3 separate regions of the Mus musculus genome follow, and all the other regions are linked to region 2. Evidence: chromatin contacts called from public Hi-C data. All regions are on one chromosome and are shown on one strand. Each heading gives the region's core, a stretch centred on a gene start, on an enhancer-like site or on the middle of the called end of the contact. The rest is flanking DNA. Distances are from core to core; before and after follow the strand shown. Region 1 holds the start of A930033H14Rik (RIKEN cDNA A930033H14 gene). Region 2 has its middle 86 kb from the start of Gm32931. Region 3 has its middle 28 kb from the start of A930033H14Rik.

Region 1 (4,989 bases), core at 1,347-3,846, 300 kb after region 2:
ATGAGGTCAAAAATGGTAGCAAAATGGCTAGTAGGCATTCCTTATCCACTCTACAAGGATGGTCGGGGGGGGGGGGGGGGGCTCAGGAGATGGTCAGGCACCCCAAGAGTATGCACAGTACTAGGTGTCTTTCTACTCTTACAACCTCTCTGATGCTTCAGAAATATGTGCAGGTGTGTGCATATGCTGCCATGTGGGGGGAGGGGTGGTAAAGGGTGGCACTCGCCTGTGCACGTACTTGTGGAGTTCAGAGGTCAACCTTGGGGTTGTTCCTTAGGATCTGTCCCTTCCCCCCTCCCCCACAGGAACTAGGGGCCACTGAATCAGAGAGGCTTTAGAACCAGTGAGCCCCAGGCATCCTGCTGTCTCTACCTCTGGCAGTGTGGGGGAACCACAGGGGCATGCCATTATGCCTGGCATTTTTCGAAAGTTATGGCAGGTTCATCTTTTGAATGTGTGACTGAGGAAGTGAAAGACACCTGAAGGGGACCGGATGTTACAACAAAGGTTAGTGATAAAATAAAGCCAGCCCTCGATGACCCTGGGGCACAAAAGTCAACCACTAACAATACTGAAAAAATGCAAATTGCCCTTGCCTCAGTTACCCCATCTGTAAAATGGTTCCAATGGCCTGCCTCATCAGTTGTGGTGGTATAATAATCTTAAGGAAAAAAAAGAGAGGAAAGCCATTCCCCGCTGCACTTGGGGCCACAATACATATTTCTTAGTTTCTAAGTTCCCATTTCTTAGTTACTGTTCTATTCCTCGGTGCCCCAAGGTAGTTTGAAAAGAACTGACTTGCCGAGAAGTAGCTAGTTAGCAACAACGGGGTTAATTAACTTTCCCTAATATATTCCTGGAGAGAGTATCTATTGATTGAGTCTTTCAACATGGTGTCCTTTTAAAGCAGGCTGAGGGGAGTCTACCCCTTGCCAAGCAAATGACCATATTCAGTCACGATCCACCTTGAACTCCTCAGACACGGGAATTTGACTTCTTCCTTCCTTCTCTTGCTAGCATCAAAAGGTTATGGCCTTGATGACCCCATCTCCAACCACAACAGTACATTAAGGATTGCTTAAATACCGCAGGTTGCCTGCACAACATTTTCTTATTTAAAAACATTTCGTTTGCTTAGCCTGTTGGTGGTACAAACCTGCAAGGCCGAGGTTGCAGGAGTTCAAGGCCAGCCTTGGCAACATAGCGAGAGTTGGAGACCAGCTATGGGAGGATCTAAGGGAGGGGCAGGAAATTGCCAAAGAGACTGGAAACCAGAGATCCTGGGGAGGAAGAGAAGTCCATCTAAGAAAACCAAATGTGGTTTCCTGAAAAGGAGGGACGGAGGCGTTACTGTGAGAGAGGGTTTTGTTTGCTATTCATTTTTTTAAGGGAAGTTGAAGGATAGCCCTAAGTAACCGTCCTCACAGTAAAATACGGCTATCTATCTTTCCCACCCTTTCGAGATGCTGGCAAGGCCTTAGCTAAGAACTGATGGAGGCCAAGGATGTAGCGTGGCCATTTTTTGTGTGCTCCATGTCAGCCTTTAGAAGGGTTTTATAAACGTAGCACATCCCTAGTTGAAGGCATTCACATCCTAATCCGCCAGCTGTCTCGTCTCGTTGCAGGACTAGAGTGAGCGGATTACACAGCCCAGTCTAACAGGCAGTTGAGAAGGCGGACTGAAAGTTCCCTGCGGACAGGAGCCAAGTTAGTTGCAGTTCCCTGTCACCTCCTTAGAGCATCGCGTGATGCCAGACACCCCTAGGCACCTAGGCAGTTCTTCTGCGGATCCGTGAAAAGTAACCAGAACTCTGCCCCCAGAACTCACAATCGGCTTGAAAGTCCACAGTGTCCCCGAAACTGGTTTTCCCTTCCAAGATTTCCTGCAGACCCAGAAGAGGCCGAAATCAGTTTCAGCTCCCCCCCCCCGCCCCCCAGCCTCTCTAAAACAGCTGATTTCGGGGTGGGAGGTGGGGGTGGGGAGGACCGGGTGGGGGGAAAAGCTGGGCGTCCCCCCCCCCCGCCCCCTGCCGGGACCCCTTGAGCCCGGTGCAGGGGAAGGTGACCAGGAGGGGGAGAGCCAGCCCGCACGTGCAGCGCCCAGGGGAGGAGGCTGGGCCAGCGCAGCGCTTAGTCAGCAGCTGGGCTCGGTTTTGAAACAAAAGCCAATGTCCTCCCTCGGAGTCCGCGGCCGGTCAGTTCCTAGGGGGAAGAAAGCTATGCTGCCCAGCCGGTTAGTGGCCCAACTTACTTTTCCTGAGCCCAGGACTGAGGGCCAGCGGATGTTCGGGAGTGGGTGGGATGCTGCGGGGAGGGGGCGCGGGGACAGCTCGCACACACCCTGCCCTGCTCTGATCTCCGCTTGGCTTAAGGCCGGGTCCCCGGGGTAGCGGGACGCACGCTGATCCCGGCCCTGGAGCCCAGGCCCCTCCGGTGTGCGTGCAGCCGCAGCACCTTCGCCACCTCGCGTCCCACAGCTCAGACACACCAGGCCCTGGTTTCATGAATGAAATCCAATCGTGTGGTTATAAATAGCCGCCAAGGCTGCTCACGTCACGGTGGAGAGAGAGAGAGCGATCGGAGGCCGCCACCGCTTTGCTCGCTCCGTGCCCGGGCGCAGGGTTCCGCCCGGTGCCCCGCCTGGCCAGGAAAGGGGGCGGGAGGAGGGCAGGGCTGGCGGCGACAGCGACCTGGGGACGAGTCCCGTGGCCTGCGCCGGGACGCGGACGCGGCCGGGTGCGGCTGGGCCATGCTGCCTTTGTGCCACGCCGGGCGGGTGGCGCGCGGTGCGCAGGGTCCCGGCGTCCCCGCGAGCGCGCGCGGCGGGGGCCGCTGCTGAGCGGCGGAGGGAGCCAGGTCTCGCTCGGCTGCAGGGTAGGTGGCTGTGTCGTGCTGAGTGTCCCAGTGAGCAGCGGAGCACCCTCACCAGCTCCCGATTGCCTCGCGGGTGGCAGGTGGGGACCCCGGCCCATGTTCCCACCCTCCCCCAGCAACGTTTGCGAGAGTGAGCTGAAGGGATGCGGGGGGACAGTCCCCTCCCAGAGGAGTGAGCTGAAGAGATGTGGAAGAGCACCCGCCCCGGCCGCACCCCTAACTTGTAGCGGCAGACAACACGTACAACAGGCACCTTAGCAGTCCGGTTGCACCAGGGCCGGGTGCTGCCGCGCCCCCGGGGAAAGGCGCCTTTTCCTCGAAGGACTCTGGTGGGGAACTTGGGACGCGAGAAGCAGGGTGCTCTGAGCCCTTGGGTGTTTGCCCTGCCCCAAGCAGTGTCTTTGGATGCACGATGACGCCCCTCTCCCTCCCCTCCCCCCTAGCCCTGTGTCTAGGGAGTCTGTTGTGAGTTGCTGTGCCAACAATACACGCTGCCTTGTGAGGGGCTTGCACACACCTCAACTTAAGTGTTCAGCTAGGTTCACAGCCAGGGGGTAGGGGGAGAGACACAGAAGAGATCCACACTCACACCCACCCCCAAAAAAGTGGAAGGAAGGCAAGACTGTGTAAAAAATGTATATATAACATTTGATTCCACTGTTGGCCGTGGGGTTTCCATCCCATATCAAACTACTCAACGGAGGAGCAAAGTCAATATTTAGACTCAGACAAGCCAGAAAAGTTAGGAGGGAGAGCCAAGCACAGGGTTCTGAGTTGGCTTTGCACGTCAGCACAAGAGCTGCGCCTTTGGGACTGCCTGTACACATATGCTGGGGCATTGGGGGTGGAGGCATGCATTAAGCTTGATAAGTTACAGAAAGCTGGGAAACGCTAGATAGTAGCAAGCAGAGGAGACATCCTGACTGAATCTCCCTGGTCTGTGCTTTTGGGGAAACTACTGAATACTCAGCCTGGGGTTTCAGCATGAGGTTCTCTGTAGGTTGTGCTACCTGCCATAAAAACATACAAGAGACTCCAAACCATGCCATGCTTCCAGAGGCATTCAGCTTGGCCAAGGGCAGATAATAAGCCACCAACAGGCTCATAAGTTCACTTTTAAACACTCTTTTGAGACTCAGTGTATTATTTCATCTTCAGTGATCTTTGGGACGCCTATGAGAACCAGTGGTTCCCATTAGACAAACTCAATCTTTGGACTGTCAGTAACATCTGAGTGTTGTCCCCACAGGGGAAGCAAGCAGTCAATTATCATATTAAACAAGATTCTTGATGAGACTCCTGGATCATATTTGAAAATCAATGGGGGTCTGGGTTTGATCCATTCCTTCCCATGGTGGGAGGCTTTAGCCCATCTCTATCAACAGTCTCTATGTTCCAAAGTTGTGAAGGTCACGGGCATCCCAAGGTACAGGGTTATGTATGCTCACAAGGATGCACACAAGTAGCCTGGTTGATGTTACCGACTTATTACTTCTACAGAAAAAGAAAATAATTAATAATAATAATAATAACAGAAGAAACCAGAATTCATTGTGTTGGGGTTAAGATGGTGTTTTAAAATGACAATTTTTTTTAAGAAAATCTCCCACTCCCTTGTCTATTTGAGAAAACCAGTGAGTTTTCACTGTGCTTACCATCCATTTGTGGCTAAGTGCTTTTTCTGTATCATCCCCAAATGCTCAGAAATATACTTCTTCGAATGCTATAAAATGCTAACATAGCTATTTCAGGAGATACTTGACCCAAAGAAATACCAGTGTACACAGAGCATAAACCAAAGTTAGTCAGACTCTGCCCATCCTCGCCTGTGGAGAAAGATACAAAGTATGTTAGAGAAAAAAAAAGAGTTCCTGTGGGCTGGTGGCAGGCAGAGGGATTTTAACAGTATTTCTCTCTATTCTCTAGGTAAGACCAGCTGTGCGCAGGAACTCCTGTTCTTCACTTCCCGGGAGCGAGGTCAGTAGCTCTGCGCATGCCCACAAGCACAGATGAGTATTGTAGCCTCTGATGCTGAGATATGTTCTAGAGCAGGTTTCTTAGTCGTTTTGTCTCGAAAGAATCGGGTTTTGCTGTTTTATATGGTTTGAATCCATT
Region 2 (4,384 bases), core at 1,640-4,139:
TCAGAGCGCGAGTGACCCATGCTGGACTGCGCGCCCCACGCTGGACCATCTCGGTTCCCACAGTCGTGGTCTCTCATGGTTTGACTGAGCTGATCTCTTTTACACACCTGTCCCCCCAGGCTCCAGAGGACAAATGCTAGAGTGAGAATTTCTCACCAGGCGTCCAGGTGGTGGCCACCGAGGCAGAAGTGGGAACGGAGATGCATTTTTCCCAAAGATCACCCCGGGGATGCTTCACCCCATTCCCAAACCTGATGAGAAAGGAATAAACCGGAGTCTGGGTCAACTTTGACTTCCTGGTTCTGAGGAGCAGATGCTTTGACTCATTTTTGAATCCATGTCAGGGTGGTTCTTGGACGAACGCTTGCCCTTTCTGATGCAACACTCGTTTGTGCGCATGGGGGTGGGGGAGGGGAGGAAGGAATTCCCACCAGTTTGTTGACTAAAATCTAGAAGTATGAATCAAGCAGAGACCTGATCACCGCTGTCTTAGTTAGGGTTTCTATTGCTGTGAACAGACACCATGACCAAGGCGAATGAATCTTATAAAGGGCAGCATTTACGTGGGGCTGGCTTACAGGTTCAGAGGTTCAGTTCATTATCATCATGGCGGGAAGCATGGAAATATGCAGGCCGACATAGTGCTGGAGGAGCTGAGAGTTCTACAACTTGATTCAAAGGTAACCAGGAGGAGACTCGCTTCCATAGCAGTCAAGAGGAGGGTCTCTTTGGCACTGGGTGGAGCTTGCGCACCAGGAGCCCTGAAAATCCTGCCTACAGAGTGACATACTTCCTCCAAGGCCACACCTCCAAACAATGCCCCTTCCCGTGGGTGAAGCATTTTTAAACCGCCACAACCATTCAATATCCATTTATTTCATTCCATCCTAAGTGCCAGACTCTGCCTGTGAGCAAGCCAAATGAAAGACGAGCAGTGTCAGACAAGACAAATGAGAAAGACCTGCTAGAGAATGGAGGTGACTCAGCCAGACTCCATCCCTGGGCTTCGGGATAATGACATAATTCTCAGTCACCAACGCCCAAGACAGGAGGCTGGGCTGCGCCCAGGTTGATCCCTACATTGTTGGCTTGGTAGAGAATATTTAAGATCATCCCGTTGCATAATTTTTAAAATTCTTTTCAGCCCTGCTTTAAACAAATTCTTATTGAAAACCTGGTGGCTTTCTGTGACTTCTAGAAAATTACTAAGATGTACACACAGATGGTTCTTGGAAACCTTCAGCCTTGGGCCAATGGTTGTGGTTGAAGATACTCTAACTCCTGTATGAAGATGATCAATCTATTGCTCCCTCTCCAAGTTATAGATGAGAAGTTCTGTGAACACCGGATTACTCACCGAGGGATACTCTGGCAAAAGGTTCTTTCTAGTCTACAGCCTTAGGTCTGCATATGTCTGCTAATTCAACCAGCGAGAGGTTGAAAATATTTTTTAATTACACTGATTTAATTATGCAGATTTTTGTCATTGTTCCTGTAACAATACAGTTTAACAATTATTTAAACAGTAGCCTCATGACTTTGTATGTTACTCGTTGTCTAGAGACGATTTAAAATGCGGCAAAGGGGTCTGGAGAGATGGTTCAGTGGCTAAGAGATGTTGAGGAGCCAAGTTTCATTCCTGGAACCCATATCAGAAAGATCACGACTCCAGGTCCAGGGAATCCGTCACCCTGTTTTGGACTTTACACATACATGCACACATGTGATATCTATGAACACACACACATGCACGCGCGCGCGCGCACACACACACACACACACACACACACACACACACACACATCCTTGCAGTATAAGGAATAATGTGTACAGGTTATACACAAACCCTTACCACTGCCTATACAAGACTGTAGCATCCTCTAATACAGCTATGCATGTGCCCTGAAATCAGTCTGCATGGGTACCGAGAGATGACTGTATACATCCCATTCGCACAGATTCAGCATCTCTGTTCACCCAAATGCTTGAAAGCAAGAAAAGGGAGCTGTAAAACTGCATCAATGCGCCCCCTAGTGGTTGCATTCGGTTAATTACCTGTCTCGTGTAGCTCTACAAAAAAAAAAAAAAAAAAAATATATATATATATATATATATATATATATATATATATATATATATATATATATTTAATCTAGGAGTGTCCTGGGTCCACTGTTCACCAACACATCTGAGGCAAAGGGAATTTGATGGGGTTGACAAGTTGGCAGATGTTTAGGGTTCTCCTGCTACCCATGGTGAGAATGCATTACTTACTTGCATTATCTGACCCCATGTCCAACTCCAGTACTGCTTAGAGGCAGGGATGACCGAAGCTGCAAAGACGTGTTAATATGTTGAACCAAAAACTAGCGTTTTTCTTCATTTTTTTTCTGGCACGTTTGCATATTGTTACCTGGAGTAATTTGCAGCTCCTGAGAGAGGATGCTTTTACTGGCCACATCTGACAAATTGTATTTATTCATTTGATTTTATTCTGCAATTAATAAAACTGACATTTGAAGTTGACTGTACTTGGTAATGTCTGCCTTTACAAGCATTCAGGCATCGTTCATGATTCTGCTTCCAGGAACCCATCTATATATATGTAGCAAATTTTGTAGCTCCGAGTAGCCTGCTGTTCTCTGTCAATCACCGTATGTATCTTTTAATTAAGTAGAAAAGAGCTCTTAAAAGCACACATAAGCCCAGGAAACTCTATTTCTGGCTGACAGCAACATCTCCTCATTTGCTAGCGAGAGCACAGATTGACAGAATAGACTAGATCAAGAAAATTGATCGTTATTCATACGCTGGATGGAGTCAATATATGTAAATCCATCCCCCAGTGCAGGCAGGCAGGGCGAAGCTCGTCATGCAGAAACCTTCCACTTCCAGGCTGACTACTCATCCACATACCAGCCCGCTCTCTTAATGCAGCGAGATTCTAGTTCTTTTCCTCCTCAGAAAAGCTCTTTTGTATTCATAACAACTGCAGTTTGAATGTGGTTTGGAGAAGAGAAACTATTTACACGCTGCCATCTCTCGAGTCAATACAATTTGCAGTAAATACAGTTTAGGTTAGAGCCATGATATGGATGCTCTGGGAATTTCTTTGTGATTTTTTTTTTTTACCACGGATTTTTTTTTTTGAACTGTTTTAAATGTTCTCTGCTTTCAAGTCTGTGTCTTTAAAGTGAATGGTTTCACAGAGCTGTTGTGAGGATCAAGTAAAATAATAGATTTGAAAGAGGCTTTGAAAAAATTAAAAGCATTATGCAAATGGATTTTTTTTTTGTCTCAAGGTCCTTTTACTTAAGGGCAAAGCTTCCTAGATATTTGAAAGCCTATTTCAATCTTGATTTAAAATAGTTAAAGATTCACAGTGCCTGAGACAGACAACTTAGCTGTATGAAATACAAATTATGTATTTAGATATCCCTTAATGTCTTCTCAGAGAGGAACAGCTGTGAGCTTCACAGTATCAAACAAGAGTCATGTTTCTACTCTCAGGAGAAAGATTCAACACATGTGAATCTGTGTCTTTCAAGGGCTCTCTGAACATTGCCACCTTTGCTTTTCAGATGAGGGAACATGTGTGAGACTGAAGCCAGTAATATCTGGGGGGTCGAAAATTGTAGGAAGAGTAGATCAGGATGGATATCTTTATGTATATGTATATCTGTGTCTGTATATATACATGTGTATATATATGTATGTGTGTGTAGGGTAATGTATATACATATAGAGTGATATATATACATGTATACACATATATTTATACACATACATGTATATGTACATGTAATGTGTATGTATATATGTAAGTGTATGGAAAATATGAAGTTGCTTTCCAGATATTATGTATGTATGTATGTATGTGTGTGTGTGTGTGTGTGTGTGTGTGTGTGTGTATACCACTATCCAGGTGAGCTGACATTCATGATGCCAGGGAAACCCTTTTGCAAATTCTGGATGCAGGAAGAAAACCAATTGTAGATACTCAACAGCTCCTCAGAAGTGCCCAGCATAAGTTGCTAGTTCATTTACACCCAAGCAAGTCATATTACACACACGCACATGCACACACACACACAGTGTATTGCTCATCCTAGAGGGAGCAAATGTGTCACTCACCTACAGAAAGTGGCCAGAGATGGCTGCAGGGACAAAGTCATCTATCAGAGTAAAGAAGTCTTTTGAGGGCCTGTCTCTTAGTTCTAGATCCTTTTTAAAAACAAACAAACAAACAAAAACAAACAAACAAACAAAAACAAAAGGTACTTTCCTGTCACCCTCTCTTTCCCAGGTATGGTTACTGTTTCCCGCTCTACCTGAACTATCCCCCATGTGGCATTCTCATCACCTCTACTAAACCTCAGGAGAA
Region 3 (4,589 bases), core at 1,658-4,157, 280 kb after region 2:
CGTACTAGGCAGCAACTCTGTTGGAACCTACCTATTCACGTTTCCAGCTTATACAGAAGAGCAGCTGAAGCACCTAACCTCACAGACTGAGCAGCTACGAGATCCTTGGACTTCCCATTCACCGCTGCCCATTGTTGGGCTAGTTGGACTGCAGACTGTAAGTCATTCCAATAAATTCTCTTAATATATGGAGACGTTCCATAAGTTCTGTGACTCTAGAGAACCCTGACTAACGCAGTATTTAATTTTGATTTTTTACGGGAGCCCACAGCTGAGATTTTAAAAGAAACTGTTGAATTTTTAGAGAGATTGGACATTTTAAAGAGACTGAAGCTCTAAAATGTTTGAATTTGTAAAAATTCTGTGGGAATCTTTAAAGTTATTTATGGGATGTCAACATTACCGTACCATCTTGGGGATACATGAGAAAGGAAAGGTTCTAACTGTAAGGCGATGTGCTTATAAGTGTCAAATTGACAAGGAGCCAGTTGTTTGGGCTAGTTTTATTTCAACTTGTCACAAACTAAAGTCATCAGAGAGGAGAGAGCCTCAGTTGCAAAAATGCCTCCCTCCACAGATTGGGTTGTAGGCAGGCATGCAAGGCATGTTCTTGATTAGCAATAAACGGGAAGGGCTGGAGCCATTGTGGGTGGTGCCATCCCTGGGCCTGGGTCCTATAGGAAAGAAGGCTGACCAAGCCATGGGGAGCAAGCCAGAAAGCAGCATCCCTCCATGGCTTCTGCATCAGCTCCTGCCTCCAGGTTCCTGTCCTGTTTGAGTTCCTGTCCTGACTGCCTATGATGATGAATTGTGATTTGGAAGTCAAATGAGCCCTGTCCTCCCGGAGTGTTTTATCACAGTAGTAATAATCCTCCCTAAGTCAGTCATGCTGTTCATCATCTATAAACCTGGGATAATAATACTCACCAAAAGGACTACTAATAGATAACAAAGAATCAATCATTCTGGATCCTAGCAGTACAAAAAAAAAAAAAAAAGCAATTGTATTTTTTTTTAGAGATTTATTTATTTATTTATTTACTTACTTTACATGAGTACACTGTAGCTCTCTTCAGACACACCAGAAAAGGGCATCAGGTCCCATTACAGATGGTTGTGAGACACCATAAGGTTGTTGGAAATTGAACTCAGGACCTCTGGAAGAGCAGTCAGTGCTCTTAACCACTGAGCCATCTCTCCAGTCCCACAATTGTATTTATTCTCAGAATTCTTGAAGCCGAGTAGATTATAGACGTAAAACAAGTTGTTTCAACAATACTTACTGGATCCCATGAAATGTACAGGAGTAAAATGTGATGCCCTTGGCTTAAGTTGAAAATAATGTAGGTCCAAGTGCATTTAAAGATAAGGAGATGGCTCAGTAAAATGCTTACCAAGTTCAGCTCCCAATACCTATGCAAAATCCAGGCATGACTACGGTGCCTGTTTTTCCTAGCGCTGAAGAGATGGGGCTTCATGGCCAGACAGCCTAGCCTAGAGCACCGAACTTCAAGTGCAGTGAGAAACCCTGTCTCAAAAAACAAGGTGGAGAGCCATGGCAGAAGACACCCCATAATAATCCAGGGCCTCCATCAGCACACATGCATGCGAACACACTTGAATCTCACGGCTTCCCAACGGTCTTAGTTTGGGTTTTATTGCGGTTAAGAGACATATGATCAAGGCAGCCCTTACAAAGGCAAATATTTAACTGGGGCTGGCTTATGGTTTTAGAGGTTCAGCCCATTATCATCACTGTGGAAGCATGGCAGCATCCAGGTAGACATGGTGCTGGGGGAGCCGGGAGTTCTACATCTCTATCTGATCAGCAGGCAGCCCTGGATTCTTTTGTAGGCAGCCAGGAGTAGGGTCTCTTCTGCACTGAGTGGAGCATGAAGGCTAGGAGACCTCAAAGCCCACCTACACAGTGATGTACTTCCACCAGCCAGGCCACACCTCCTCATAGTGCCACTTCCCATGGGCCAAGCATATTCAAACCACCACACCCACTCGGTACTGTGCAGCATAGTGCTTGACTGCCATTACCCACTACTGACTGGCCTCCACACTGCCGATGCCTGCCATTACGAAAGAGCATTGAATGTTGTGTTGTGAAAAACACAAAGGTTCAAAAAAAGTGTGGTTTCTGTTGAATCCGTTTATTACTTTCAAATCAACTTAAAGACCAAAGATCCAGGCTTCCTAAATGGTACCTTCTTTCTCCTGTATGCTCGGGTTCTCCTACATGCTTGGCACCCTTGACATGGTGTTTGCTGAGCAACGACAAGCTCAGCAAATGCTTAATGGATGGGCGATAGATGTACTGAAACAAGCCTGCTTTTCCTGAAGTCATGAAATTATCCCCCAAACAGGGAAGTTTGAGTTCTGTGAGTCATTTAAACTCTCCGCTAAGGCCAAGATTTGGGGGAGGGGGGGCTGGAGAAGCAGCTTAGCCTGAAGAGCACCTTTTGATCCCTCAGAAAGCCCCGTGGTTTCTGTTTCCAGCACCCACATGGTGGGTCACAAACCATGACTCCAGTTCCAGGGGATCCAGTGCCCTCTTCTGTCCTCTGGGACACCAGGCATAGAAGTGCTGTATAGAGACAAAATACTCATACACATAGAAGTTTTAATTATTATTAAGAAATCTAGGAAGAAAAGAGCAGATAGTATCCCTAGTTTTCCAAGTGTTTAAAAAAAAAAAAAAAAAAACACCATGAGTTAATGTTTTCCCTATGCGTGAAATTAGTGACGCTCCTTGCCCAGAAATAAGTATCAATTTGGCAACTGGTGAAATGTTTGCATATTTTCCTCGGAACGAACTGACTTCATAAAAAGGGAAGGAGCCGGAGTTTCTGGTTTCTGGGGCCCTGGAAGCTAAGAGCTGAACGTATAAACAGTGAGTAACACATTAGTCATAGTCCGCAGCTGCTCCCTGGCAGGACAAGAAATAACAGGCTCAAAATACTGCGGAGAACCAGGCTTGACAAAAAAAAAAAAAAAAAAAAAAAAAAAAAAAAAAAAGGCATTTCTCTCAAAGAGTGAGTCTCAGTCAGATGGCCCGGGAAAGCGCGTGTCTGGAGGGATTGTGGGATTGTTTTCTGTGTCATTCGTATAGATAATCCACGAACCTGTTTTGATGAGTTTTTAGTTGTCTTCTTTCATAAAAGCTGACGGGATAGAATGATTTTCGGTCTTGATTTTTTTTTTTTTTTTTTTCTAGAAACTTGACTCATTTCACACATGTCCCCTAGAGGGCAGCAGTGGCCCAAAACACAGGCCAGGATCTAACCCTTTGGCGCCAGTCTGTCCACTGCTTAGGTCCTGCAACTGCTTCCTTCAAGTTGTCAGTGGTGTGATCATTTCTATCCCGTTGTGTCTATCTAGAAAACCCACTAAACCTGAGAAAACAAAATAAGAGTTCATTTCACAACGTTTGGGATGGAATTATATGAGGTTTACATTTTGTCTTTCTATATATGACCTGTACACACATAGCCTAGGCCGGTGCTTCTCAACCTGTGGGTCTCCCACCCTCTCACTGAGGTTGCCTAGGACCATCAGAAACCCCAGATATTTATGGTACATTCCACAGCAGCAACAAAATTACAGTTACAAAGTAGCAATGAAAATAATTTCATGGTTGGAGGTCACCACAAAATGAGGCACTGTATTGAAGGGTCACGCAGCATTCGAAGGCTGAGAGCCACTGGTTCAGGTGACCCTGTGCCTGTGGGCGTGTAGAGAATATAGATGCTTGAAAGCAAGAAGTCAAAGCTTCTGCCCTTTATGGAGAAATCAAAACTATTCCAGGCATTGCCAAGTCTCTATCCATGCTTGTTCTCACTCTGAGGTTACTACGTATGGAAGAATTGGTTTGATGGTAGATTTAGTAAGGAATAGGACAAAGAAATAAGGGTAGGTGGCTTAGTCTAGAAAGGGTAGCAGACTGACTTGATATACGGAGGATGGCTATTCGATTTGGAGATTGTAAGTGGCAACGTTAATTTTAAAATGTTCCTTTTACGATGTAAAGCATGGCAATCTGGGGAGACACAGCTCCGAACAGCATCCAATTCTGGTAGTGCACAGGGCTTCCTGTTGTGGTGGTGGCAAACCAGCACAGGGTGCATCCCAGAAAGATGAAGGCGAGAACCTGAGTGTACAATTTTCAGATGCTGAGGTCTTAACACTGTTCTTTAAATATTTCGTTTCTGCTCAGAGACATTTTTATTCAAAGGACACAACTTTTACAAGGTGGCAGGTTTTTTGTTTGTTTGTTTGTTGTTTGTTTGTTTGTTTGTTTGCAAGGGTACCTCAAGAGCTTCCCATGATCCTTGTGAATTTATCTTCCGGGATCTCTCTGGCTGTGTTTAAGTTGTTTGCTGAACGGACTTTATTCTTTTTCCTGCTGTGAAATTAAGGGCAAGAAGGAAACCACACATATGCTACAAAAGGGTTGCGTGATGTCAGATCTGAACTGGTCTTGACAGATGTGGGCTGAGAAGGGTGGGTTTGTACACAAAATTCAGGGCAGTGAAAACCATCTCTCCACACATCCCTGAGTGGATTTGAGGATGTTCCTATCA

Evidence for each region. Hi-C and Micro-C count contacts between places; a contact is called where the count stands out from the background.
Region 1: a Hi-C map of cortical neurons shows a contact between it and region 2, with 2.4 times the contacts expected there. The contact joins the promoter of A930033H14Rik here to the enhancer-like site in region 2. A contact is called at or near these places in 3 of 39 promoter capture datasets (cancer-associated fibroblasts, embryonic stem cells and liver), 1 of 484 Hi-C or Micro-C datasets (cortical neurons), 6 of 115 datasets of contacts at active chromatin or transcription factors (cardiomyocytes, differentiating embryonic stem cells, forebrain and 3 more) and 3 of 9 other capture datasets (adipose tissue, embryonic stem cells and pancreatic islet).
Region 3: a contact with region 2 is called in a Hi-C map of forebrain, with 3 times the contacts expected there. The contact joins two enhancer-like sites. A contact is called at or near these places in 41 of 484 Hi-C or Micro-C datasets (the 3T3-L1 cell line, 3T3-L1-derived adipocytes, the AML12 cell line and 25 more) and 4 of 115 datasets of contacts at active chromatin or transcription factors (astrocytes, bone marrow-derived dendritic cells, embryonic fibroblasts and 1 more).

What each region holds. Positions count from the first base shown.
Region 1 is chr10:69,210,502-69,215,490 of GRCm38.p6, forward strand. It overlaps A930033H14Rik (RIKEN cDNA A930033H14 gene), which reads right to left and starts at 2,597. Exons shown (of 2, transcript NM_001331193.1): 1 at 2,252-2,597; 2 at 1-1,883. The coding sequence starts at 2,504. The coding sequence ends at 1,825. Rhobtb1 (Rho-related BTB domain containing 1) reads left to right here and starts at 2,693. Exons shown (of 11, transcript NM_001252637.1): 1 at 2,693-2,874; 2 at 4,801-4,851.
Region 2 is chr10:68,906,467-68,910,850 of GRCm38.p6, forward strand. No RefSeq gene overlaps it. Among named protein-coding and RNA genes, the nearest start is that of Gm32931, 86 kb to the left of the region's middle. Within about 2 kb of position 2,890, at least 11 of the 459 cell types and tissues checked have an H3K27ac peak or open chromatin away from gene starts, as enhancers often do. A contact at or near this core is called in cortical neurons and forebrain, where this site is marked.
Region 3 is chr10:69,183,159-69,187,747 of GRCm38.p6, forward strand. It overlaps a transcript of Rhobtb1 not described here. Among named protein-coding and RNA genes, the nearest start is that of A930033H14Rik, 28 kb to the right of the region's middle. Within about 2 kb of position 2,908, at least 194 of the 459 cell types and tissues checked have an H3K27ac peak or open chromatin away from gene starts, as enhancers often do. A contact at or near this core is called in forebrain, where this site is marked.